6 separate regions of the Mus musculus genome follow, and all the other regions are linked to region 5. Evidence: chromatin contacts called from public ChIA-PET, HiChIP or PLAC-seq and promoter capture Hi-C data. All regions are on one chromosome and are shown on one strand. The core of a region is the stretch at or near the end of the contact, and the rest is flanking DNA. Distances in the headings are between cores, read along the strand shown.

Region 1 (4,520 bases), core at 154-2,653, 330 kb before region 5:
TAAGTACACTGTAGCTGTCTTCAGACACTCCAGAAGAGGGAGTCAGATCCCATTACGGATGGTTGTGAGCCACCATGTGGTTGCTGGGATTTGAACTCAGGACCTTTGGAAGAGCAGTCGGGTGCTCTTACCCACTGAGCCATCTCACCAGCCCCAGTGTGTTCTTTTATAATGCACAAGGAATCCTTTAAGGACAGTTTTTAGGTGGCTGCAAGTTTAGTCACCCCTTTCATCTACCTTCCTGGGTGGCCAGGAACCAACCATTCCATTTCTCCAGGCCTCGGTTTCCCCATCTGTGCAGTGAAAACCCGCGGAACCCCATCCCTGAGTCTCTGAGAGCCTGTAGAGGGATAATTAATGGAGGCTCATCCAGAAACTCAGGGTGGAATGGATGTCCCCCTCCCAGCTGCCCCCCAGCCTCTGGGGACCGCTGTGCTCCCAGGTACCCCATAGCCTAAGGGACCTCCTCCCCACCCCCAACCCCACCCCGTGGCAGGCGCTGGGCGGCTGACCTGGCCTCCTGCCAACACGTGGGTCATGGTCTCATCTGCCAGAGCTGCGGGCTGCGGTGCCTAGAGGATCTGCGGACAAGAAGAGCAGGGTGGGGCTGAGTGGAGGTCTCAGTTTCCCCAACTGTAGAGACCGGATGAAGTCATTCTCAGCCGACGCCCTCCTCCTCGTGATCCCAGCCTGGCAAGACCAGCCAGGAGGGAAGGGAACCAAGATGAAGTGAGTCCCTTCTGGGCCCGGGCCAGGCTCTCTGAAGGGCACACGGGCTCTCAAAGATCTGCAGCCCACAGGGTCCAGGTACCTGAAAAAGGGGTAAGGAGGACAAAAGTACCCCGGCCCGGCTGGAACCAGGGTCTCTCCGGTTGTCAGCCAATCTGATGTCCTTTAGGACACCTTGGGACCGAGATGGCTGTAAATTGGAAACTCACGGGAACTGCTTCAAGACACTCGCCGGACCCTTCCTTCTGCGGGCCCAGAAACTGGGCTGTCCCGGGAAGGAAGGAAGAAGGAGGCTGGGGAAGGCCATCTCATAACCCCCTTCGTGAGGGGGGCTCCTACCCATGTCTGTCAATGCCCTCTCCCGAGCACCGCATCTAGCACTGCATCCCTCTCCCGCATTGGTGCACCAGTCACTGGGGTGTCGGTCTCCTGAGTTTCAGTCCCATCCCGTAGGAAGTGCGACCCCCAAACTCACCCACCATCCTAGGGATTGCTGCTTTCGCTCCGAGCAGGGAAAGAAACCAATCTCATCCCCGCCGCCACACCGGGTGGAATAGTGGCAGGATGGGAAGAGGGACTTACCATCTGCTGAGAGCCCAAGGCAATACGTCCAAGTTTCCCCGGGACGCCCCGGGGACTGGCGGAAGCGGCGGGGCCCCAAAGTGCGGGACTGCGAACTCGGTCGATCCCTCCCACCCGGGCCTCCTAGGCGCGCCCAGGCTGGGGTCACCGAGGGCGCAGGCCAAGGGCGCCCTCGTGCGGCAGGAGAGGGCGCACGCGTTGGGCCCGGACCTGCGGCAGGGGGCTGACCTACTGTGTCTGACAGCGCAGCTCAGCGGCCCAGCGTTGGTCCTGATATCCTGGGTGCCAGTGACCTTGGGAAGTGCAGCTGCGGGGCGGTGCGCGGGGGTGACTGGACTGCTATTCCGGGCGCCGCGCTCAGGGCCAGGGAATGTGCCTAGCGCTGGGGCTTGGGGTGGGATAGTCCATGCCAGGGCGCCCTCTCACTCTCAGTACCCCGTCCTGCTCCGTAGCACCCCGCAGCCAGATACGCCAGATTTCCTCTCCTCATCCCCATCACCCACTCAGGCCAGGCTCCTAGCTCTGTCCCAACAATCCCTGGGACCCCAACCCAGGTCTCCATCATCCCTGCAACTGGGACTTCCCACCCCGTCCCTGTTACCCCCAATTAGACCTCTCCACGCTGGTCCACATCATTCCCCAGTTAGACCTTCCTGCCTTGGTTCGCATCTCCACCCCCCCCGCCCCCCGACTCCTCACTCGAGTCCCAAGCATCCCCTCACGAGGCCCCGCGCGCCCGCTGGGGGCGGAGGGACCCTCCCTGCCCCACATTCCCAGGCGCTGCCGTCACCAATGCTCCACCCGGTCCCGCCCTCTAGGCCTGGACGCCAGTGCTGCTTCTCTCCACTGGTTTTGGCCTCAAGCCCTCCGCCTCAGTTTCCCATTCCCGGCACTCTGCCAGCCTCTTGTGGACCCCCTGACCCCATCGCCTTCGTGTAGCCTCCCGGCAGCCGGGCAGAAGGACGCCGCACTGCGATGATCAGTGCTGTGTGGACCATGCTATTCCTGGGCGCTGAACTCGCCTCCTCTAGGAAGCCCACCTGGCTGACCTCTGGCCCGCTTTCCTCACAGGGCACGGTGCCTGCTGTATGCACTCCCTGAAAAGCAGACTGCCTGCAGTATTTACTACACATAGAGGACAGTGTCTGCTGTATACACCTGCCTCAGGGAGGTCCTCTGGACAGGGCTCAGCACAGGACAGCCGCTGGAAACATCTCTGAGTGTGACCACTCCGTGACATTATTATGCAAGTCACTGTGTGCACACAGCTATGGCCCAGCAGCCAAGCCCAGTGTGGGGAGGTGGCCATGCATGGCCATGACTCCGATTTCTGACACCCATCATCCTGTTGAAGAAAAGATGCTAAGGCCAGGCATGGGCTGTGAGGAGAACCCCTACAGAACATATAACCACTAAAGGGGCTAGAGGCAAGGGTGGCCTAGCCAGGGTCAGCAGGAGAATGAGAGACAATCCTGACGTCCTGCTGTGAAAGGAAGGGACCTCAGCAAAGCAAAGATGAGGACCGTGTTAGGGAGAGAGAGGGGCCCGTGCAGTAGGAGTTCTGTTCTGGTATACAGTAGGCATGCACTCTGTCCTGGTATACAGTAGGCATGCACTCTGCATGGAGGATATACAGCAGACATAGATTTACAGGAGAAAATATGCAACAGATATACTATCCAGGTAGTGCACATAGTAGGCACTGAAGGGGAGTATACATTAGGTGCCCCGTCCTTCATGATACAAGTGTGCAGGAAACACTGTGTCTGGCAGAGCGAGCATATAGCTCACAGTATATACAATAGGTGCATATGTACAATAGGCCCTCTCCCTTGCAGGGATAGCATACAGTAGGCACTTTGCTGTGCAGCCACTGCCTACAGTAGACACTACGCTCTGAAGAGAGTGTGTCCAGTGAACATGGCTCTTTCCCCAGTTTTCCTAAAGCAGACTATCGCAGTGAAGCCGGCACCCGTCAAAAGCTGAGGCCTACAAGGAGGCCATAGAGCGGGCACTGTGTCATACAGGAGCATATACAGAAGGTGGTATGCTCTGCAGGGTGTGCACACAGCAGGCACTGTGGGGCACTTCCCTGCAGTTCTGACTCAGTCCAGCAGAGGGTGCACCAGGGCTCCAGAGCTCCCCTAAGTTTGCTCAGGACAGTGCAGCCTGCTGGGGACAGCTCTGATCCACACCCACTTCCAGCCGGGTTACCACCCTCGGAGCGCCTTCTAGGACCCATTCACCTCTGCCAGGATGGGATTGGGGCAGGGGACAGGGCTTAGTGGGACTCTCAGCTATCTGTAAGACCAGAGCTTGCAAACCAAATGGCCAACAGCTTGACTCAGGTACTTAAACATTTAACAAGTGGGTGTAGCCATACACACTTGTCATCCTAGCACTGGATAAGCGGAGGTAGGAGGATCGGAGTTGGAGGTTATCCCCAGCTGCATAGGATGTTTGAGTTTGGCACAAGCATCACCGAGCACGGACAGAGCCTGGGTGTCGTTCCCAGCACAGAGGTTATACACACCTGACACCCCAGAATGGGGGAGGGTAGAGTCAGGAGGATCAGAAGTTCAAAGTCATCACTAGCTACAGGCTGAGTTCCAGGCCAGCCTGAACTCCAGAGTGAGGGTCGCCAAAGTGGGGACCGGAGGCTGTCAGGCCTGTTCACAGGAGAACCTCGTGGTGCCCCGTGCAGCCCTTGGAACTCTCCTGAAATCCCTGAGGCCACCTGATCCCCAACATGTTCCCTTCTGCCTCCCAAGGACACTGGGGTCCGGTAACTGCTATCCAGACTCTAACCTCTCTGGGGCTCCCATCTGCCCCATGGCACAGGGGTTGGGGCAGAATCGAACCCACACTGTCGTGGTCATCCTATGCATAGGTATTGGGAGGCTCTGGGCTCCTGTCTTTCCTCTTGGGAGCGCACGAATAGAGAAAAGGTTTTAGTTCGGTTTGTATATTCCTGGTAGCTGACCCTGCGCTCCTGGGACCTGCTGCATTGTCAATCCCAAAACTGCAGAAGATCGAGGAGAAAGAAGGGCGGGTCTGAGGCTGGAGTTCTCACACCGAGCGAGATTGCTCCAATGCTCTTTACTTTGGCAACATTGGGTTTGGGTTGCTTGTGTGTGTGTGTGTATGTGTGTGTGTGTGTGTGTCCCTGTTGTGTGCACATGTGTGTGGAGGCCAGAGCCTGGGATTCT
Region 2 (4,095 bases), core at 1,190-3,689, 390 kb after region 5:
ACCGAGATTGAGGTCCAGTGCCTTCCTCATTCATTTCCACCTTGGATCTCAAGCCAAAATCTCCCATTAAAGCAAGAGCCTGCAGATTCTGCTGGTCTAGCCTGGGCACTTGCTCCTTCAGAACTCTCCTGTCTCCTCCTGCTGCCAGCTTTTTTGGGTACTGGGGGTTCAAACTTCCCAACACGGTGAGTGCTTTGCCTGCAGATACATCTTCCGGGGCAGGGGAGTTGTTTTGGGGCAGGGTGGTGGTGGGTGTAGGCACGCACCATTGATGACCAGTGTCAACTGTCTCTTTGGTTGGATCTAGAACCACAGGGAAGATGGCTTCTTTGATTGCCTGTGGGGAATTTTTTTTTTTGAGACAGGGTTTCTCTGTGTAGCCCTCACTGCCCTGGAACTCACTTTGTAGACCAGGCTGGCCTCAAACTCAGAAATCTGCCTGCCTCTGCCTCCCAAGTGCTGGGATAAAAGGCATGCGTCACTACTGCCCGGCGTAGGGGGATTATCTTGATTATGTCAGTCAAATGAGCCAGGAAGGCCCTCAGTCTTGACTCTGGAGAGGCCATTTCCTGGGCAGATCCTAGACTGAGTAATTTCGAGCAGATTTCTGGACCTTGGACCAGGAGTGACTATTGCTTCTCCCTACAGGAACTGTACTTTGAGATGCGTGTTAAAATAAATGCTGTCTCTCCACTATCCTATGTTTTAAAAGTTGCTTATGTGCTTGTGTGCATACACTTAAATGTATGTGTGTGCACCATATGTACACAGCACCTGCTGTGGCCAGAAGAGGACATGGGGTCCCCTGGAGGTGTGAGCGGCCCTGTGGTGTGGGGATCTGAAGTCCAGTCTTCTGGACTTGTGCTATTACTGTCGATGTTTCTGCTCAGATGGAAGGGCACACGGAGACACGGAGCTCAGGAACCACGCAGGGAGCCCTCTCAGCAGAGGTGTTGCAGTTCCCAGGGGAGGATATCCCCGGCTGAGCTGAGGAGCTCAGGAGCCTTGTTTCCCCGCACCCCGCTCTCCCACCCCCCACCCTCTCTTCACCTCGCTTCTTCTTGGCTCTTCCGATGAGAAAGTCACACCAAGCAGAAAATCTCATGTAAGAGATTTATTGGTGGGTTCAGGGTGTGGAGAGATGAATCTTCCCTCTTCTCCTGGGAGTAAAACATTAGGGAATTAGACAAAGGGCGGGGCTTACATAGAATTTCTTAGGAGGCAGGGCTTTTCAGGGCAGAGATTTCCAGATTAACGATTGGTGGAATTTCAAGTCCTGAGCTTGAGGAGCTCAGGGATTGGTGGGTTTTCCTGTTCGGGGATTGGTGACTTTTTTCCCCCTCACCCTCTTTACCCTGCATCAGGCCCATGGGTTAGTGTGAAAGTCCTTCCAGGCCACAGCCAACTTTTGCTGAGGCGCCATCTCTGTGAGGCTGCTCAAGGAGGCTGGAGATGAGGTCCTATCACTGTGGGACAGTTCCTGTAGGACAGCTCCTGCAGGGGTGTTCTTGAGGGGCAACCTCTGTTGTGTTGGGAAAGGTGATACACTACTGTAGACAGTTCTTGTGACAGCTCCAGGCTGAGGAGATGTCATGGTGCCAACATTTTAACAGGAGCCGCCAACAGCTCCTAGGAGGCATCTTAACGTGCCACAGGCTGGTGCAGGAAGGAGGGGCCAGCCCTGGCTTTTGCAGTACACCGATTATCAACTACACTTGACCACAGAGCCATCTCTCATGTTTTTTCAGACAAGGTATATAGTCCAGGCTACTCCTGCAGGTTGCAGGTTGGGTCAGTTTTGTTTTACTTGGACTGAAATTGCAGGTATAAGTCAGCACACTCAGCTTACAAAAACAAAACAAACAAGCAAAAACCCGTGGCGGTTCTCACTTGCATTCCCAGAACCCAGGAAGCTGGGGCAGGAGGATTGCTACGAATTTGAGGCCTGTCAGCAAATTCAGACCAGCCTGGGCTACATGAAACTTTGTGTCAAAAAAAGGAAGGAAAGAAGGAAGAGAAGGTTGGAGGGAGGGAGAGAGAGAGAGAGAGAGAGAGAGGGAGGGAAGCCAGGCATGCTGGAGCACTCTGGTCATCTCAGAACTCAGAAGGTGGAGTCATGAGGAACTGGCTGAAGAACAAAAAGAAATGAATTGAACGAACAGACCAAGCACAAACGCACACAGCCTGTATAGAGTGAAATCCTCACAGAAAAGGCAAGGCAGAGAGGGTGTTAGGTTTCCATGGAAACAGCATCCTGGCGTTCCGAGGGTGCGTAAGGCTCCGCCTCACTCACCTATGACAGCCAATTGCGGGCTCCACTGTGTTCAGCGCATGCGCAAAATCGCACCACTGACAGGGCAAGCTCGGGATAATGTGGGCGGAACCGCGATGCACCGGCGCCAGACTGGTTGTTCCTGCGCATGCACACTCGCGTTGACCAGCTGCCTTCGCGCGCACGCGCCTTCCTAGCGTGCTCGGAGCTCGCGGGCGGCGGGCGCCTCAGTCTGAGAGCCACAGCAGAGGAACTGGCTCAGGTGAGGCGAGCTCCGAGGAGATCCGGACCGCACAGGCGTGAGGACCAGAGGAGGGCCGTCGCCGCCTCGCGCGCAGCCGACCGCCATGAAGCCCCCCGCAGGTACCGGTCGCCCCTCGCCCAGGCCCTCCCTTTCTCTCCTCCTTCGGGCAGATGGAACCTTTGGGATTCCCGACCCTGACCCCTTCGTCTGCAAAATGAATGAACTAACTTTCCCATGACTTCAACCTCTTGATAAACTGAATTTTAAAAGAATACTTTTCTCATGCTCCCTGCTATTCTAACTAGGGTAAGATGGACTGCCAACGGGGCGATGAGCAAAACCCACACATGGTGTAAAAGGCTCTAGTTCCTGGAAGGCTGCTGGAGACGGTGGCCTGGGAACCTCGGTGCCAGGACAGTGTGCTATCTAGCATCTAGAGAGGACCTAGTAATACTTCCAACTAGGTTCTTTTGTATTTTTAGGATTTGTTATTTTTAACTATTGTTTGTACGTCTGTGTGTGAGTACCTGCACATGTGTGTAGTATTCATGATGGCTAGAAAAATGTGGCCCATCCTCTGCTCCTGGAGTCAGTTACAGGTGGTTGAGAGCTAGCTGCCTTTCAGGGGTGCTGGGAACCAAACGCAGCAAGCACGCTTGATCACAGAGCTCCCTCTCCAGCCTCTTGAGTCAGCAACACAGGGGCTTAGGCTATGGTCACCCCACTTTGGCAGGGCTGGTTGGGAGACCCATCTTTCTCTTGCCAGGTCTGCTGTGTATGTGTGTGGGGCATCCCATATGGTGGAGCTACCAGGCAGGGATTCCCGTCAGTTGTAGACATGACTGTGACCCAAAAAGATGAAGACTTGTTTGGATTTTTTTTTAAACATTATTTAGTGTGCTTGTGGAGGTCAGAGGACAGCTTGCGGGAATCAGTTCTCTCCTTCCACCTAGTCAGTTGTGGGGATTGAACCTAGATCGTCTGCGTTGGCAGCAATCACCTCCAGCTGCTTAGTCATCTTGGGTCCCCTGGACTTGCTTAATCCAGAGAAGGAAACAGAGCCAGTGCCAGCCTCTCTTCCCAAGTGTGGGAGACCGAGACTAGGAGGATCCCACCTCCAGAAATTGCAAGGGTAGCCTGGACAATCTGGCAAGATCCTATCTTAACCCATGAACAGAGGACTAGGGAAACAGCCCAAAGGGCCCTGTGTGTGACCTTCCTGTATCTGAGAGCGGCCTTGGGGGGGGGGGGTGGCGTCTGGAGCTCACACCCATACATTTTCTCATGCCTGCAGATAATCCCCCCAGTCATGATCAGGATCATGGGAACAGGAATAATTGGAATTACTTGCACCTCAGGAACTTGAGGTGCCCTGAAATGGAGGCAGTAATCCAGATGTTTGCAGAAAGATGCTGCAATCCTAGTTCTCCAGATCTTTGCACTCTGTGTTCTCATGGCTGGCTCTGCCCCTACTTGTAATACAAAGCCCTTCGTTTCGCATGTGCGCGTGTCTGTGTGGGGAGGGGGTATCTTCCTCAGTGGCTGCCCATCCTCCTTATTTTTGCTTTTCTCTGTGTAG
Region 3 (4,576 bases), core at 1,060-3,559, 360 kb after region 5:
CTGCCTCACAAAGCATGGTTCATTAGGAGTGAAGCTGCTTCCCTCGTGCTGCTGAACACACCCCGGCTCACCCTCTGCAGTCAGCGGCATCCTGTCCCTGCCCTAGCCCTGTCCCTTCTACTGCACCAAAGGGACTGTATATATCTGGGTTGTCCTGGAACTTTGGAGGTGGAGAAAGGGGACCACAGGGACATGCTGTCCAGCCACTCTGGCCCAGTCAACAGCTCTAGGCTCTCAATGCTGAAAGTACTGGGTGCCTTTCCAGAGGACCTGGATTTGGTTCCCAGCACCCACATGGTGGACCACAACCCACCTGTAGATCCAGCTCCTGGGGACCCAATGCCCCTCCTGGTCTCTGCAGGCACCAGGCACATAAGGGGTACATGTGGGGAACTGAAGGCTGGTCTCCAGTCAAACTGAGGTCTGAACCCCGATGGTTATAATTCACCTAAATGACACGGTAGGTGTTCCCTCATGCTCCTGGAACTCCGGCCCCTGACTAAGGTACCACCTCCCACAGCCCCCTCAAGAGAAGCATGGTCAGTAGTCATGTAAGCAATGGCCCAAGCTTCTGACCTTCAGGCTAAACTCCTCCCCAGTTACCTAGCAACAGGGAAGACCATAAATCTCTCTCTCTCTCCCTCTCCCTCTCCCTTTCTCGCTCTCTCTCTCTCTCTCTCTCCCTCTCTCTCTCTCTCTCTCTCTCCCTTTCTCTCTCTCTCTCCCCTGCATTTCTATAATAAAGCTCTTAAATGAGTCAGGCATGCTCACCCTGGGCCCTGTGGAAAAGCGTCCGGCAGCTCTGCCTGCATCTGCCTGCCCAGAGCACAGGAACCCTAGCAGGACGTTAGACCCCTTTTCCTCCCCCACTTTTCCCCAGGGCCCCCAGGGTCCCCCTTTATTTTGTTCCCAACAGGTGCACAGCCATGAAAAGAAGCAAAACACACATATATGTAAAATGTTAAATTATGGGAGCGATCAAGGAAGACACTGATATGGAAGTTTAGGCTCCTCACGTGTGCACATACACGGTCTGAAGGGATGTGACTATCATCTTAGTACACAGGAGGGTGAGGCGGGACAACGGCTACACATTTGAGACCAGCCTGGACAGTGAGGAAGACCCTACTTCAGAATAAAGTAATACAACAAAATTTAAAAAGAAAATACAGCCGGGCAGTGGTGGCGCACGCCTTTAGTCCCAGCACTTGGGAGGCAGAGGCAGGCAGATTACTGAGTTCGAGGCCAGCCTGGTCTACAAAGTGAGTTCCAGGACAGCCAGGTTTACAAAGAGAAACCCTGACTTGGAAAGAAATATAAATAAAGAAATGAAATAATAAGATAAGATAGTAGCAGCAGAGACACTCTCAGCAGTTGAGAGCACTGGCTGTTTTTGCAGATGACCAAGGTTCCATTCTAGCCTAGAAAGATCTATCTATTCCCCTCTTCTGGCCGCTTTGGGCACTGCACACATGTGCATAAACACAGACACATAAAATAAATTTGAAAAGTAAATTTTGTCGAAAAAAAAAAGAAGGAAAGTAAATTTTAAAAATGAAAATAGGCCGGGCAGTGGTGGCGCACGCCTTTAATCCCAGCACTTGGGAGGCAGAGGCAGGCGGATTTCTGAGTTCGAGGCCAGCCTGGTCTACAAAGTGAGTTCCAGGACAGCCAGGGCTATACAGAGAAACCCTGTCTCAAAAAACAAAAAAAACAAAAACAAAAACAAAAACAAAAAAAAAAATGAAAATAAAATACGAAAGAAAATTAGGATGAAATAAATAAGGTTAAAATTAAGTTAAACTTTAAAATTAAAATATTCTAGAGGAATATTATAAAGGACATAATTACTATAATTTTTTAAAAAATTAACAACAAAAATAACTCCCTTAAAGTCCTTCCCTCCACTGCTGTGAACACAAGGCAAAGTGCATACAACAGGCGCCCAATTGATGCTAGAAGACAGGGTCAGGTAGGGATACCTCGGGTGCTCTCAAAATCGGGCCAGTCGGGGCAGGGCTGGCGGGCGACAAGCTCAGTCTTTCCTTAATCACTTATTGTGCGCCTACTGTGTGCTCCACTCAGCCTCACACTGAAGCAAAGACTCTGTGAACAGGCAGGCACGGTCGGCCAGGGCCCTCGGCTCCGCCCTGCCCCAAGCCCGCCACGCCCAGGCCACGCCCTGACCCCTCTTGTACCTCTGACAGCTCCTCAGGCCTCCAGCCAGTGCCACCTGCCGCCAACTGCCCCGCGGTCCGGACCCCGCCGCAGCGGACCAGCCGAGACCCCCGGGGCTGCGAGCTGCTACCTACGCCCCGCCCACATCAGCGTCTATTGGACACTGTCAGTGCCACTCGACAGAACTCATAGTCCATTGGTCGATGCTGCTGCCAATCCTTCTGCAACGCCTACTGGCTCCGGAAAGCAGTTTTCTCCTTTCTAAACATGAGTGCAGCTACCAAATGATTCCGATAGAAAACACTACTTGGCAACATAGTTCCGGAAGTAGGGCCTCCATCCCGGAGCTGTCCAGGGTCGCGTGGTACTGAATGAGTGTGGCTGGAGGCTTGGCAGGAAGCGATTTCCTACAGCGAATGGAACATTCTTGAAGTCTTTCCTCGCGGCTTAAGAAGATACAGGCGTCCACCAAATATCTATTGATAGCCAGAATAAATTCAAGCTCAAGAGGTCTACTGTGCCCCTCAATCACTACAGTTACTAACAATGTAATCATTCTACCCATACCTGCAGCCTAGGAAATGTCTCCTGAAGTGACATGGCACCTGAGTAGAGCCTACAGATACTACACAGTATGCCTTATTTTTACATTCATTTGTTTGAGCTACGGTCTTGCTGAGCAGCCCAGGCTGGGTGGCATGCAGAAAGCTCAGAATCCTCCTGCATCAGCTTCCCGAGCGCTTGGATTGTAGGTGTGAGTCACCATACCTGGCCTCCTGCTATATCTAGAGCACCTCACACAATATGTATGCTGTGTAAACCGTGCTTTTACTGTGCTAGACAACAAAGATGACAAAGACGCTTCATTCACTGCAGATCAAAGCTTTACAGAACACTATAGTTTTACACATGGTGATGTATGTCTGTCATCCCAGCACACTCTGGAGGCTGAGGCAGAAGATCCATGTACTCTGTCTTCCAAGACTGGCCTACAGAATGAGACACTGTATCAAAAGAGCCATGCACAGCACACTAACACATGAGCCTACCCTGATGTATGTGACATGAGCTTCTCGTATTTTCACTTATTTATTTGGTTTTTGAGACAGGGTTTCTGGCTGACCTAGAAGTCACTCTGTAGACCAGGCTAGCCTCAAACTCAGAGATATGCCTGCCTCTGCCTCCCAGAGTGCTCAGAATAAAAAATATGCGCCACCATTGTCCATCTAAATAAGTAAATAACTTATTTTTTTAAAGATTTATTTGGTTTGATTTTATGTGTATGAATGCTTTGCCTGCATGTCTAAGTGCCATGTGTGTCTCTGGTGCCCAAAGAGGTCAGAGGAAAGTGTTGCATGACCTTGGGTCAGAGTCACAGGTGGTCCTGAGCTACAATGTGTGAAACAAACCTGCATTCTCTGTGAGAGCAGCCAGTCAGTCTTCTTAACTGATGAGCTGTGTTCAGTCCTCCTTTCTAATTGTTAAATAGTATTCTATTGTTTGGATTAACTAACTATAGATCTGCTTGAATTTTGTTGGAGAGTTGGGGTGTTTCCAGATAAAAGTCATTTCTTTTGTTTTGTTTTGTTTTTCAAGACAGGGTTCTCAGGACAGCCTTGGCTGTCCTGGAACTCACTCTGGAGACCAGGCTGGCCTCCAACTCATTAATCCGCCTGCCTCTGCCTCCCAAGTGCTGGGATTAAAGATGTGCACCACCAAGCCCAGCAAAGGTCATTTCTAAACCAGCAGATTTGAAGCCATTGTGTGAAGAACAGTGACGCCTGGGGACTTTCTCCTTCCTGGCTAACAGACAGTACAGATGGGCGTCCAGTGTATACTCATCCTATGGCGCAGCCACAGCTCTGTGTATCTAGTCAATAGAAACTAATATATATTCACTCAAAGATTTGAAGCAAACATGGCTGACAGCATCATATGAATTATGGCTGAGTTCATCAAGTCACTATATCAAATATCCTAAACTAATTAAATTTTTTGTTTGTTCATTAGTTTTGTTTTATTCAGACAGGATTTATCTGTGTAGCCCTGGCTGTCATAGAACTTGCTTTATAGACCAGGCTGGCCTCAAATTCAGAGATCTGCCTGCTTCTGCCTCTCAAGTCCTGGGATAACACAACCAACTTATCTTTTTTAACAGGTCTAAAATAAACATATCCTAGCACTTGGAAAATTGAGGCAGGAAGATGAGGTCAGCTTCGGTTAATTCCTAAGGTCAAGGCCAGGCAAAACCACATGATGCCCTACAGGGAAGGGCTAGGGAGACATTGAGATGGGTCAGTGGATCAAAGGAACTTGGCTCACAAGATTGCAATGCCTGGGACCATGCAGGGTTGGAAAAGTAGTACAGACTCTGAATTGTTCTCTGGCCTCCAAATAC
Region 4 (4,017 bases), core at 338-2,837, 380 kb before region 5:
AGAGCTGGGATTAAAGGTGTGTGCCACCACCGCCCGGCCCAAGGGAGTATTCTCTTTTTTTTTTTTTTTGGTTTTTCGAGACAGGGTTTCTCTGTATAGCCCTGGCTGTCCTGGAACTCACTTTGTAGACCAGGCTGGCCTCAAACTCAGAAATCCACCTGCCTCTGCCTCCAGAGTACTGGAATTAAAGGCGTGCGCCACCATGCCCGGCTTGGTTTTTTCACATGATGTTTCTCTATGCAGCCCTGGCTGTCCTGGCCACTACTGTCCTACCTCTCCTCTCTCTTTAAAGACAGGGATGGTCTTTCTATGCATCCCTGGCTGGCCTGGAATTCACAGACCGCTCTGCCTTCTGTGTGCTACACGTGCCTCTGCTGGACTTTGCTACTTCGTGGGCTTCTTTTTCTTCCATCCTTCTCCACCTTTTTCCTCCTAGCCTTCCAACCCCCAACACTAGATAAGAGAGAAAATGTTGGAGCTGGGCGTGGTGGTGCACACCTTTAATCCCAGCATTTGGGAGGCAGAGGCAGGCGGATTTCTGAGTTCAAGGCCAGCCTGGTCTACAGATTGAGTTCCAGGACAGCCAGGGCTACACAGAGAAACCCTGTCTTGAAAAACAAAACAAAACAAAACAAAAATAGAAAATGCGGCTTCCTTTCCAACATTCATTCATATTCTCTCTCTCTCTCTCTCTCTCTCTCTCTCTCTCTGGTTTTTCGTTTTTTGAGATAGGGTTTCTCTGTGTAGCCCAAGAGCTGGGATTAAAGACAAAGACTTGCCGGGCGTGGTGGCACACGCCTTTAATCCCAGCACTTGGGAGGCAGAGGCAGGTGGATTTCTGAGTTAGAGGCCAGCCTGGTCTACAAAGTGAGTTCCAGGACAGCCAGGGCTATACAGAGAAACCCTGTCTCGAAAAAACAAAACAAAAAAAAGACAAAGACTTGTGCCATCACACCTGGCTTCTATTTTATTATAAAACGAAACACTCACTGGGTCAGGGAGTCTAAAGCCAAGTCCCAGGATGGTGGAAAGAGAGCACTGATCTCTCCAAGTTGTCTTCTAATTAACCACTCACTTTTGAGGTGGTAGGCTCACACATCCCACAAGAAAAGCAGACAGCCTGGAGGTGGTAGCTCACGCCTTTAATCCCAGCACTTGGGATTAGCCTCTGGCCAGCCTGTTCTACAGAGCGAGTTTCAGGACAGCCAGGCCTACACAGAGTCCCTGTCTTGAACCTCCGTCTCCCCCAAAAATGTATGTATATATTTTGCTATTAGGAATCATAATTGTAAATATCTGATATGCAGGATATCTGATATGCCACCTCCAAAGAGGCTGTGACCCACGGGTTGAGAATCACTGCTTGAGACCTTGTACATGAGAGAGGCAGAAACACAGAGACAGAGAAGACAAAGAAAACCAGGGACAGAGAGACAGACACACTAACAAAAACCCCAAAGGGAGCCACGCCCCTCCGGAGGGTAGCGGCGCTTTTGCTCTGGCCTCCGGACAGCGGGGGGCAATGGCGAGTATCCGCAGAGCGGAAGCTGTTGAGCGGTGGAGGCGGGCCCTCCCGGCAGAGCTCGCGATAACTGCGCAAGCGCAGCCCGTACTTCCTTTTCCGAGTAACCGCCAAGATGGTGAGTATTCGTGCACGGCGGTCTGTGCTCCCGGGTATCCGTCGCCATCCTCCCGGGGCCCTTTCGCAAGACTCTGGACTCGCTGCCTGGGGATGTAGCGATGTGCTCGGGTGCCCGGAGACTGCGGATGGCGGGTGCGGAAGGGCCCGGATGGCTGCGGGCGGCCGCGGGGCTGTGTGTCCCCTCGCCCGTCCGCCGTAGCTTAGAGGAGCGCGGCTCGCGCAGCTCAGGTCCCTGGGCTCCCGGGTAAGGTTGCCGAGCCCCTGCTAACCCCGACTCGCGCTCACGCAGGCCGAAGTGGAGCAGAAGAAGAAGCGCACCTTCCGCAAGTTCACCTACCGTGGCGTAGACCTCGACCAACTGCTCGACATGTCCTAGTAAGAGGCCCCGTCACCTTAGTCCCGCCGGGTCGCTGGCCCGTTTGTACATTTTCCTTTTCTGTGGGTGGTGCTGGAAATAGAGCCAGAACCTTTGCACATGTCACATGGGAGAGGCAAGGAAGGGTCTCGAGTGCCGGGCAATGGTGGCGCACGACTTAATCCCAGCACTTGGGAGGCAGAGGCAGGGGAATTCTGAGTTCGAGGCCAGCCTGGTCTGCAGAGCGAGTTCCAGGACAGCCAGGGCTACACAGAGAAACTCTTGAGTCGGAAAAAAAAAAAGGGACCCGTGTAGCCCAGGCTCTCCTCGAACTCCTGATCCTCTCAACCTCCCTAATGTTTGGGTCACCATCACGGTGCAGAGCATCAAACTCGGGGCGTCCTAGCCTCCTAGGCAAGCGCTCTAGATTGTGACCTCAACTCGGCCCCTGCTACAGTTGTGCAGTGTTCGACAGTCTTATGTAGACAGAACTACCTTGCCTCAGTCTCCCGCTGACTGGGCTCACAGGCCTCCCTGTGACCTTGGGGAAAATCAACCACGGATAGGTAATTTGTCTGGGTGGGCTGTCAAAGGAAAAGGTTTGATCTCGGCTTACGTCACTGCCTGTGGAAGCTGGTGGATTCATTTTAGAGGGTTGTGCCCTGAAGGTTGACGGCAGTGCTATGGAGGACTTGTCTTTAGTGAGCTCCCGGCATGTTCCTTTCTGGGTGTGAAAGAAATGGAGCAGTGCTGGCGCAGCATGCTGTCCCCGGGTCTCCAAACCACCCCCTTCTCCCACAGTGAGCAACTGATGCAGCTGTACAGCGCCCGCCAGAGGAGGCGCCTGAACCGTGGTCTTCGGCGGAAGCAACACTCACTGCTCAAGCGCTTGAGAAAGGCCAAAAAGGAGGCACCACCCATGGAGAAGCCTGAGGTGGTGAAGACGCACCTGAGGGACATGATCATCCTGCCGGAGATGGTGGGTAGCATGGTGGGCGTGTACAACGGCAAGACCTTCAACCAGGTGGAGATCAAAGTGAGTTGTGGTCCGGGAGTGGCTGGGTGGGTGGCTTTTCTCTGTGCCAAAGCTGCTCACACCACTCTGCTTCCTCCTCTCAACCTGCAGCCAGAGATGATCGGCCACTACCTGGGCGAGTTCTCCATCACCTACAAACCCGTGAAGCACGGCCGGCCCGGGATCGGTGCCACCCACTCCTCCCGATTCATCCCCCTCAAGTAGCCGAGGCCAATAAAGACTGGTTTTGGTCCCTGGATTCTGGGTTTTTGTTTTTTTTCTGGGGATTGGGTTGGTCCCTGTGTGTGGAACCTGGAGCCTTTTGGGTGGCTGTCACAGTCCACCAGAATGAAGGTGAACAGTTACATGTAAGGGGCTCACGTCCATGTCCACGTCATCTCTGCTGCAGTCTCCGCTTTCAAGCTGCCCAGCATGCACGGCAGAGCTGAGCATCAGGAAGGGCAAGGGGCTGCTCCCTGGGTTTGGGTCTTGGGGGGGGGAACTGCAGTGACAGTGGACACACAAGGGGACCTGCTGCAGCCTGCGTAAGGGTGCTTCTTTTACCTGGAGCTTCATTCTGTGACCTGGGATAGCACGTGTTCTGGAAGACCTCAAGCATGTCACCAAAGCCTATGCTGGCAGTGTGACAGGCTTAGCCTCCTACTTGTGGAATGCTGACACAATTGACATCTGCAGTGGAGAGAACCCCTGGCCTGTTTCTAAGGCAGGCTTTCTTTGAGTTCACCAGGCTGGCTTCAGGCCCTGGTGCTGGGACCAATTACAGGCACCATGTTCAGTGGCTTGTTTTCCTTAGTCTGTCGGCCTGGAACTTGCGTCCACCTGCATCTGGCATGCTGAGACTAAAGGCTTGCAGCCTTGTTAGTAAACATTTTCCCTCTGGGAATGTGAGGCAGGGTTTTCTGGAAGCTTCCAGTCCTTCCTGCCAGGGAAACATGTCTCCAGCCTAGCATAGGCTTGGGTGTGCACATATGCAAGTTAGTGACT
Region 5 (4,455 bases), core at 1,543-4,042:
CTGATAAAACTCGCTGCCTGCAAGGCCCGGGCATCAACCTGCACCACACAAGGTGGGGGATTGGTGAGCTACAGAAGGGGAGGTAAACCAGGTTTGAGACCAAAGGCTAGCCAGGGCACCTGCTCCATGACCACAGCCTGGTGACCTTCCTCTAAGTATACTGTCATGAGAGACAGGGAAGGGCTGTCCCCAGCTCTGGGAACCTTACAAGGGTGACAGGGGTCCAGTAGAACCTCTGACATTATAGTCACTGTCCCCCTAGCTGAAGACTGGGACACATGGGACAGCCAGAACCTAGCACAGGGATTGGCTGGCTGGAGCACACCTTTCAGGGAGATCCCCAAGCGCTAGCTTACAGTCTTCCAGCTTGCACATTAAAGACAGGAAAACAGGGCTGGGCTCTAGCTGAGTTCATAGAGCACCTGTCTGGCAGGCATGAGGCCCCAGACTCCATCACCAGTACCTCTTAAAACTCCAGAAAGAAAACCAGAAACCCAGGTAATAAAGCAGGCGGCCTGGCGGGTGTGTGTGCTATCTGACTAGCTGCAGACTGAGGCTACCTGAGCAGCAGTAGCCTGGCTTCCAGAAGCAGCCTCATAGGGTGGGGTCCCAGGAGGGAGTTGAGGTACCAGTCCCTGGCCACCTACAAGGCTGCCTAACAGCCAGCTCCCCACAGTCCCAGCTCAGTGCAGAGCCCCACAGTGGCCACGCAGAGGGCAGCTTGCAGTCCCAAGTGCTGTGTGGGCAGTCCAGTCTGGTCCAGCCAGCCTCCCCTGGGTCTGGCTGAGGGCCTTGAGTCAGCAGGCCTGGCAGGAGGCGGCTCGAACCATCTAGAAAGCCAGGGTTTGCTTTGGCAGCCTTGCTGACCCTCTAGGCTCAAGCAAAGCCCCAGGAGGGCAAAAAAAAAAAACCCACTGTAGGTGACATTCTTGGGTCCATCTCTCGTTCCTGCTCAGCCCCAAATCAAGCTGGCCAAGGATAACAGGCATTTGAGGCAGGGGTGGGGCAGTTGGCCAGGGGCACTGGCTGGACAGGCCTGGGAATTCTTCCCTATCTGCATGCCCCTCCCACAGGGGTGCAGGCACACACATACACACTCTTGCCTTCTCTACAGGGCAACAGGTCCCTGCCCCAGGAAGCCATTACATAATCCAGCCTTCTGGGTGGGGTGGGCAGGCTGACATCACTGCGTCCTTTAGGCCAGGCCCCAAGTAGGGGGCTCTGCCTAGCACCCTGCCCACCTTCACCACCCCCAGATATACTCATCTAAGGTAAGACTCAATCAGCCACCATTAATAACACTACAGAAACTTCCTGTTCTGATAAGAAATAACACTTTGGGCCTGGGGTGTCTTGAGGGAAGGTCTCCACAGGCCACCACCAAGTGTGGAGGTTGCAGTGGGGCAAAGCATACCCATGTGCCAAAGGGTTTCCCCAACAAGGCTTCATCCCCTCTGATCCCAACCAACCGCACAGGCCAGCTTGAGACTACAGTGGACAGATACAGGGTTTCCCTGGAACTATATACACAGAAGTAGGGGAGACGGGGCTGAGAGACTGCAAGGAACATCCAGCCACTGACCACAAGCCAACCTAGGGGAGCTCACAAAAGAGAGAGCTAGGACCTGCTGACGTGCTTTCATCCAGAACAAGGCCAACCTGGGGGACACAGAAAGTGTGGGATCACATACAGAAAGTGGGTGGGGAGCACAAGACTGAGATCAGGCTGATGGCGAGGGACATAGAGCCACCAATCAGTGGTGGGAGTGGGTCCTGAAAGAAAGAGCTACTAGGCAGCCGGGGACAGGTTGTAGCCTGCAACAAGCACACACTGCAGGAAACAAATGTAAAGTCCATCAGAGACCACATACAGAGGTAGGAAAGCCCGGGCTGAGAAACTGCTAGGGACACAGCCACAGATCACAGGGGAGCCTGGGGCAGTTCATGAAGAGTTAGTAGGCAGCTAGAAGCAAGGCTGCAGCTTACTGACTCTCCCAACCAGCACAAGACAGGCCTGGAAGTTGCAAGGAACAGAAACACTCGATTTGCCTAGGATCACACACAGAAACAGACGACTGTGATCGGGCTAACTGCAAGGGACACAGAGCCACCAATCACAAGCCTGGGGGTGGGGGTTGAGGGTCCTAGAAGAGAGAGCTACTAGGAGGATGGGGACAGGGCTGCGGCCTGCTGACCCCCACCACCTCCAGCACAAAAGTCCAATGCAAGCACCCCTCCCAAGCCCTGCACCAGCCTCCCGAGTAGGCTCTGCTTATCCGTCGCACCCGTCACTGCAATGGGACCCCCGGACAGGACCCCTCACCTTGAACGAACGGTGGAAGCCCTGAAGTTCGGCTGTTCTCTTCTGCACCATCTTCAGTCCGGGCCCCACCAGCGGGGGAGGGGACGCGGGGCCCGGGGGGCGGCTTGGGAGGCGACCCTGCGGGCGGAGGAGACAAAGGACCGAGGCTGAGAGAGGCGCTCGGCCGGGCGGAGGCGGCCGGGGCTCGGCGGAGCTCCCGCGCCTGACTCGGGCTTCCTTCCTCCCTCGGAGAATGTCGCCCTTGGCGCCGCGCTCACCGGGGTCGGACACCGGCCGGGGTCGCAGCGCCGTCACCTCACCTAGCACAGCCCGGACCCCGCTCCGAGGACTGCGCGGGGAACAGCGCCGCCACAGCCACCGCTGCTGCTGCCGCCGCCGCCGCCGCCGCCGTCGCCGCCGCCGCCGCCGCCACCGCCGCCACCACCGCCACCACGGACCCCTCCACTGGGCCGCTGCCGCCGAGAGGAGCCGCGCGCGCGGCCGGCGCGGCCACCTTTATAGGCGCGGTCCCGAAGTTACCCCGCCCCTCCGCACCAGTCTCCGCCTTTCTCAGGGAACAGAGGAGGCGGAGCTTCCAGGAGCGTCGAAGGCCGCAGCGAGAAGAGCACGCCGGGGAATGCAGAATACGGCTGCGCGCTCCCGTTTAAGGGGCGGAGCTTAGCGGGGAGCGGAGTGGAGCTGCGCAGCGACCGTGTTGGCGACTCCAAACACGGCTGCGCACTTCGAGCTGGCAGGGGGAAGGGGAGATTCCGAGGGAAGTGGGGCGCGAAGCTTCAAGCGCGCCTGCGCACTCCCACGGTGGGGGCGGAGCGTGAAAAGATACTCGACTGCAGCCGCGTGACCTGGCTGGGGGGTGGGAGAGGACTGTGTGGAGAGGCTGGTGACCAGCCTCCGGAGTCGCCTGCGCCTGCGCAGAAGGGTACTGAAGGCTTCAGTTTGGGCCGTGAGGCCGCCTTCTCCTGTGTCACAGTTGGCCCGCTGGCTTGCGCGCTGCAGGTTCTGCTCCCTGTCCTTGAGCCGGGTGCCGCGTTCAGCTGCCGAAGGAGGGCAAGCCAGCCCTAATTTTACTGAATACTGATGCCCTTGTCCTGTGCTCCAGCTCTGCAATCCGTGATGAACCCTTCTTGAACCTCTTGGGTCCTTTGCAGCCCTCGGTGGGGATAGCTGGGACAAGAAGGGGCTAGGATCCCCGATTCAGGTTCGGATACAGTCAGACCGCGTTGTGCCTGCTGCCTCGGCTGCTTCCGTGCACAAAGAGGTTGTTTTCCCTCTTCAGGGTAGTTTGTCTACAAGTTTTTACCACCACCCTCTACTGAGGCTGGAGCCTCATGAACCTCAAGCAGCTCTTTGTGTGTTTGTGTGCACTCACACAGGTCCTCGTCCGTGTGAGTGTGTGTGCCTTATGCATACAGGTGCCTGGAAAGTCAGAAGAGAGGTGAAATTACACGATGCCTGATGTGGGTGCTGGGCTGTACCCTGGGTTCTCTGTAAGAGTAACAGTTTGGCTTAACTTATGAGTCATCTGTCTGACTCCCGAGCCTCATTGTCGTCATTAGTGATTGCATTGGCAGAAATGTTTGTCTCTAATTCAGATTGTCATGCCTGTACAAGGTTCATTACCTGGACAGATTTGGGCAGGGGATAGAACTTCAGCTCAAGGCAGTCAGGGATCAATTCCTGGCAGACTCAAACAAGGGTCTCTACTCAGCTGTTAAAGGAGTTTGCCACCAATTATAGCCTGAGCCCATTCCTGGGACACATGTAAGAGAAATAGCTTCTACCTGTGGCTAGCTGTAGCATGTGTGTGTGTGTCCACGGGGGCCAGCATGTCTCTGTAGTTTGGGGCTACCTAGCCAGATCCTATCTCAGGCTAACAATTCAAATAAAACATGACACCCACATTCAAGCGTGGCCCACCTGGGTCAGCCGTTCACACTGATGGCAGCAAATAGCTCTAATCTATTTTGTTTCCTGCAACTTAGTTCAAATGCTGGGAAGAAAAGCCAAATTACAAAGCCCTCGTTAAGGTGTGAGTTCTGTGCCCTAATCCAGACCTGTCCTGAGACTGCCTCCAGGAGCCCTGTTAGAAATAGGGAAACAGGGGAAGCTCACGGGATAGGAAGCTGTACTTG
Region 6 (4,224 bases), core at 1,311-3,810, 510 kb after region 5:
AGGGGGAACACCTGGCAAAAGCAGGGGAGGGCTGAGGCTAGGCCTGTATTGGCTGTTGTCATAGGGCTGAGCCCTATGCCTGGGGAGGACGGCAGGGTGCTGACCATTGTTCCCACAGTGCATCATTGAGGAGTCTGGAGAACATATTATTGCTGGCGCCGGTGAGCTGCACCTGGAGATCTGCCTTAAGGACCTGGAGGAGGACCATGCCTGCATCCCCATCAAGGTGGGCACCAGAATGGGCGTCTCATCCTTCTGCCTATGTGCCTGAGGTGCTGCACCATGTGCTGAGGGTTCTATGCAGGCCCCCTGGAAGCCCTGTAGTGTTGACAGTTGTGGTCTGTTTCCCTTTCACAGAAATCTGACCCTGTTGTGTCATATCGGGAGACAGTCAGTGAGGAATCCAACGTGCTGTGTCTGTCCAAGTCCCCCAATAAGCACAACCGGCTGTACATGAAGGCCAGGCCCTTCCCTGATGGCCTGGCAGAGGACATCGATAAGGGTGAGGTGTCTGCCCGCCAGGAGCTCAAGGCACGTGCCCGCTACCTGGCCGAAAAGTATGAGTGGGACGTTGCTGAAGCCCGCAAGATCTGGTGCTTTGGCCCTGATGGCACTGGCCCCAACATTCTCACCGACATCACCAAGGGTGTGCAGTACCTGAATGAGATCAAGGACAGTGTGGTGGCTGGCTTCCAGTGGGCTACTAAGGAGGTAAGTGACTCAGCATTGGTGACCCTGTGTTCTGAGGGGCTGCTGGTGTCTAACTTCCAGCTCTTCACAGGGCGCTCTCTGTGAGGAAAACATGCGTGGTGTGCGGTTTGATGTTCATGATGTGACCCTGCATGCTGATGCCATTCACCGGGGAGGTGGCCAGATCATCCCCACAGCACGCCGCTGCCTGTATGCCAGTGTGCTGACCGCACAGCCCCGCCTCATGGAGCCTATCTATCTGGTGGAGATCCAGGTAACTTGTGTATCTTAGGTGGTGTCTGTCTATCCTCCTGCCTCTGCCCACTGCTCACCATGTTCTCTCTTTTTCCTCGAAGTGTCCTGAGCAAGTGGTGGGTGGCATCTACGGTGTCCTGAACAGGAAGCGTGGCCATGTGTTTGAGGAGTCCCAGGTGGCTGGTACCCCCATGTTTGTGGTCAAGGCATACCTGCCTGTCAATGAGTCCTTTGGTGAGTGTCTGGTCCCTGGGGTTTGCAGATAACCTGCAAGGCCTGTGTAATATAGCTGCGGGGTGCAGAACAGAAGCAGATTTCTGTCATCACGGCCAGCTTGCTTAAGGGTGCCAGGAAAGACAGAGCTACAAACTACACAGAGAAACCAAAACAAAGGACCCAGGAATCCCTCCTGGGAGGGGTGGCAAGACAGCTAAGCATGTCCCCCCCCCACCCCACCCCCCCAGGGAAGTCACCTGAGTCTCCTGTCTTCTGTCTAGGCTTCACCGCTGATCTGCGATCCAACACCGGCGGCCAGGCCTTCCCCCAGTGCGTGTTTGACCACTGGCAGATCCTGCCTGGGGATCCTTTTGACAACAGCAGCCGCCCCAGCCAAGTGGTAGCTGAGACGCGCAAGCGCAAGGGCCTGAAAGAGGGCATCCCAGCGCTGGACAACTTCCTGGACAAACTGTAGGCAGCCTGATACTGCCACATGCTGCACAGTGCCCACCCATCAGAAGACACCTTGAGACTGTCCCACAGTGCTCCTCTAGAGGCTGCTGGGGCCACCCTGACATCACTCAGCACTCACTTGCTACCAATTCTATTTATTTCGGAATTACAAGATAGCGGGAATCTCTCTGCAGGCTGGACTGGCAGGCTGTGGGGTGGGCGGGACACGGCTCTTAACATTTTCAGAGGGAAACGCGCAGATGTCCAAAAGTCTAAATAAATGCATTCAGAGGTTTTTGGGGTCCATGGCCAAGTGGAGTTCCCCCAGAGGGGGAGGTGGGGTAAGTGCCTCCAGGAAGGCAGGCAGCCTGCCTTAGACTTGCAGCCCGGCTGTGGGAATGAATCATTGGAGTAATAAACTACAGTGGTTGATCCACATGTGCTCGCAACTCTGTTTTGTACAGCGCACGCTTTCCTGGTTTTCAGGGTATCTGGCTACCCTTAGGTGGCCTGCGGTGATTCACACATAACACACACACTGCACCCCGTGCGACAGAATGGGTTTTATTGTGAGTTCACAGTACTGCCTCAGTCCATTCCACAAACTTGAATCACTCCATAGACCTGCACATCAGGGGTTTGGTCTGCGCATACCCGGCTCCAGGTTATTGGCTTTCAGCCTCTCGCGTTAGCCAATCATCAGCCAGGAGCCCAATAATGATGTGCTCCACAAGGGCGGTGTCGAGCCTTCCTGTGAATCTGTCAGGCTGGCCAATGAGCACTGGACTCTCGCCTAGCCTTGGGTGATGACGTCACTAGTCAACGTCCGCTTCCGCTGAGAGGTCAGATGCTAACCAATGAGCGTGTGCATTCAATTTCCGGTTAAAGTCGTAGTCCAATGAGCGCTGGTTTTCGGGTTTTGCGGAGGTGTGCCCCTGCGCTGTCAGCGCATGCGTAGATGCCGTCTCAGGATTTGTACCGGAGGTTCTCGCGGGGGCCTCGCTGGCACCGGGCGGGGACTCGATGGCTGAGGACGGTACGAATGGGCCGGGTCCGGGACGTTGTGTTGGGACCCAAGGGACACGCGACGAGGGCGGGAGCGAGGGGAGGGAACCCGCGAGGGGCATGGCTTTCTCCAATCTCGAGGGGTGGACCTCTAGGAATAGCAACACTGCTGCGCATGTGTCAGGTTTCCGGCGACACCCCTGAGTTCCGGGGTGCTGGTGGGCATGATTGACAGGTGAGGAAGCTAGGTAGGAATTTCAAGAGCCGGACGCTATGGAAGTGTTTCGAGTAGAGAACCCCACGCTGACTTGGAACTCTGTTTAATCCTCCAGCCTCAGCCTCTTGAGTGCTAGGGTAAAGGGCACCTGACACTGTATTGTGTTTTATAGTTTTGTACATATATATATATATATATATATATATATATATATATATACTGCTTGAGAGATGTTGTTCCGCTTCTTTTAGTTATATCTATGCTTGTTTCTGAGAGGGGTGTCACAGTGCCCGCAGGTACCTGAGGTTCCTGAAGAGAGCGTTAGAGGTCATCAGGCCTGGGAGTTAGAGATACTAGTGAGCACTGGAAACTGAACTTGGAGACTGTGCAAGTACAGCACCCACTCTTACCGTCTCAGCCATCTCTCCAGTCACTTGAGCTGGTCTCATGGAACTCAGGCTGGCTTGTAACTCACCAAGTATTTGAGTATGCTCTTGAACTCGTAGCCGTGCAGCCCTCCGCTCCCCAGTGTGGGGTGTCAGGTTTGCTCTACCATGACCAAATTGTGGGTAGAGGCTGTAGATGACCAAAGAAAATCTGGGGCAGGGGCATTGTGTGTCACATATGCTGGGGAAGCCTCTTGGGAGAAGTCGGATCCGTGATAAACATTTCCTGTTTCCTCTGTCCCTCCAGCTCCTGTGTCCCCAGAATCCTTCAGAAGGCCAGCCGCCATGTCCACATTCAGGCAAGAGGATGTTGAGGACCATTATGAGATGGGAGAGGAGCTTGGCAGGTGAGTGGCGTGGGAGGTGGGTGCCCTTCCTCTCCTCAGTGTCTTGAAGCAGTGGCCACAGAGTTTTCTGGTGGTACCACGCCAGACTTCAGGTTCCCAGATGACAGGGAACCTGAGTTCCTTTTCTCTCGTGTCCTCTGTGGAGAGAGACACAGAGACCTGTAGCTGCTGCCCCTGAGCCGGGGACAGTGCCTCGGAGCATTGTCTGCTATGGGATTGTTCTCAGCTCGGTTTCTTCTTTTCCCCCATGAGACAGAGTCTTACTATGTACTCCTGGCTGGTCTGGAACTTGCTCATCACAGAGATCCTCCTGCCTCTGCTTCCCAAGTGCTGGAGCTAAAGGATTGCACCACCACCCTGGCCTTGGCTGATTTTGATTTTGGTTTTTTAAAGGCAGGCTCTCATGTCCCCCAGATTGGCCTTGAACTTCTTTTATGTAATTACTATATTTTGTGTGCATATGTGTCTTAGTCACAGCACAGCTTCCTGGAGTCTGTGCTCTCCTCTCCCATGCGAGCCAGTTCCAGGGACTGAGCTCAGGGAGTCCTTGGCAGCCCTGGGTGATGTCCCACCACACTGCACAGGCTGTTTTACG

What was found. Promoter capture Hi-C pulls out the DNA fragments that hold promoters and counts their contacts. ChIA-PET counts read pairs in DNA pulled down with a chosen protein or histone mark. HiChIP or PLAC-seq counts read pairs in DNA pulled down with a chosen protein or histone mark.
Region 1: an HNF4G HiChIP or PLAC-seq map of pancreatic cancer cells shows a contact between it and region 5. The contact joins the promoter of Adamtsl5 here to the promoter of Mknk2 in region 5. A contact is called at or near these places in 6 of 39 promoter capture datasets (the C10 cell line, the SN4741 cell line, embryonic stem cells and 3 more), 1 of 15 datasets of contacts at CTCF or cohesin (large pre-B cells), 2 of 484 Hi-C or Micro-C datasets (the AML12 cell line and embryonic stem cells), 3 of 115 datasets of contacts at active chromatin or transcription factors (embryonic stem cells and pancreatic cancer cells) and 2 of 9 other capture datasets (adipose tissue and macrophages).
Region 2: an RNA polymerase II ChIA-PET map of memory CD8 T cells shows a contact between it and region 5, with 20 read pairs. The contact joins the promoter of Thop1 here to the promoter of Mknk2 in region 5. A contact is called at or near these places in 1 of 39 promoter capture datasets (cranial neural crest) and 2 of 115 datasets of contacts at active chromatin or transcription factors (memory CD8 T cells and pancreatic cancer cells).
Region 3: a contact with region 5 is called in an RNA polymerase II ChIA-PET map of effector CD8 T cells, with 10 read pairs. The contact joins the promoter of Slc39a3 here to the promoter of Mknk2 in region 5. A contact is called at or near these places in 9 of 39 promoter capture datasets (cranial neural crest, embryonic stem cells, hematopoietic stem and progenitor cells and 6 more), 1 of 115 datasets of contacts at active chromatin or transcription factors (effector CD8 T cells) and 2 of 9 other capture datasets (adipose tissue and liver).
Region 4: a promoter capture Hi-C map of pre-B cells shows a contact between it and region 5, with 5 times the contacts expected there. The contact joins the promoter of Rps15 here to the promoter of Mknk2 in region 5. A contact is called at or near these places in 10 of 39 promoter capture datasets (the 3T3-L1 cell line, the C10 cell line, cranial neural crest and 6 more), 1 of 484 Hi-C or Micro-C datasets (cortical neurons), 6 of 115 datasets of contacts at active chromatin or transcription factors (bone marrow-derived macrophages, effector CD8 T cells, embryonic stem cells and 3 more) and 1 of 9 other capture datasets (adipose tissue).
Region 6: a contact with region 5 is called in a FOXA1 HiChIP or PLAC-seq map of pancreatic cancer cells. The contact joins the promoter of Dapk3 here to the promoter of Mknk2 in region 5. A contact is called at or near these places in 2 of 39 promoter capture datasets (liver and neural stem cells), 5 of 484 Hi-C or Micro-C datasets (CD4 T cells, the N1E-115 cell line, cerebellum and 2 more), 6 of 115 datasets of contacts at active chromatin or transcription factors (Th17 cells, astrocytes, bone marrow-derived dendritic cells and 3 more) and 3 of 9 other capture datasets (adipose tissue, liver and macrophages).

What each region holds. Positions count from the first base shown.
Region 1 is chr10:80,347,045-80,351,564 of GRCm38.p6, forward strand. Adamtsl5 (ADAMTS-like 5) reads right to left here and starts at 1,404. Exons shown (of 13, transcript NM_001285435.1): 1 at 1,312-1,404; 2 at 513-581.
Region 2 is chr10:81,067,644-81,071,738 of GRCm38.p6, forward strand. It overlaps Thop1 (thimet oligopeptidase 1), which reads left to right and starts at 2,440. Exons shown (of 13, transcript NM_022653.4): 1 at 2,440-2,635. The coding sequence starts at 2,620.
Region 3 is chr10:81,035,006-81,039,581 of GRCm38.p6, forward strand. It overlaps Slc39a3 (solute carrier family 39 (zinc transporter), member 3), which reads right to left and starts at 2,310. Exons shown (of 4, transcript NM_001358898.2): 1 at 2,199-2,310.
Region 4 is chr10:80,290,844-80,294,860 of GRCm38.p6, forward strand. It overlaps Rps15 (ribosomal protein S15), which reads left to right and starts at 1,588. Exons shown (of 4, transcript NM_009091.2): 1 at 1,588-1,640; 2 at 1,932-2,017; 3 at 2,799-3,033; 4 at 3,124-3,271. The coding sequence starts at 1,638. The coding sequence ends at 3,237. It overlaps Gm30682 (a long non-coding RNA gene), which reads right to left. Exons shown (of 3, transcript XR_871874.3): 3 at 3,292-4,017.
Region 5 is chr10:80,673,501-80,677,955 of GRCm38.p6, forward strand. Mknk2 (MAP kinase-interacting serine/threonine kinase 2) reads right to left here and starts at 2,793. Exons shown (of 14, transcript NM_021462.4): 1 at 2,581-2,793; 2 at 2,324-2,440. The coding sequence starts at 2,374.
Region 6 is chr10:81,180,447-81,184,670 of GRCm38.p6, forward strand. It overlaps Dapk3 (death-associated protein kinase 3), which reads left to right and starts at 2,561. Exons shown (of 9, transcript NM_001190474.1): 1 at 2,561-2,650; 2 at 3,530-3,629. The coding sequence starts at 2,638. Eef2 (eukaryotic translation elongation factor 2) reads left to right here. Exons shown (of 14, transcript NM_007907.2): 10 at 119-226; 11 at 358-711; 12 at 782-964; 13 at 1,047-1,179; 14 at 1,443-2,063. The coding sequence ends at 1,636.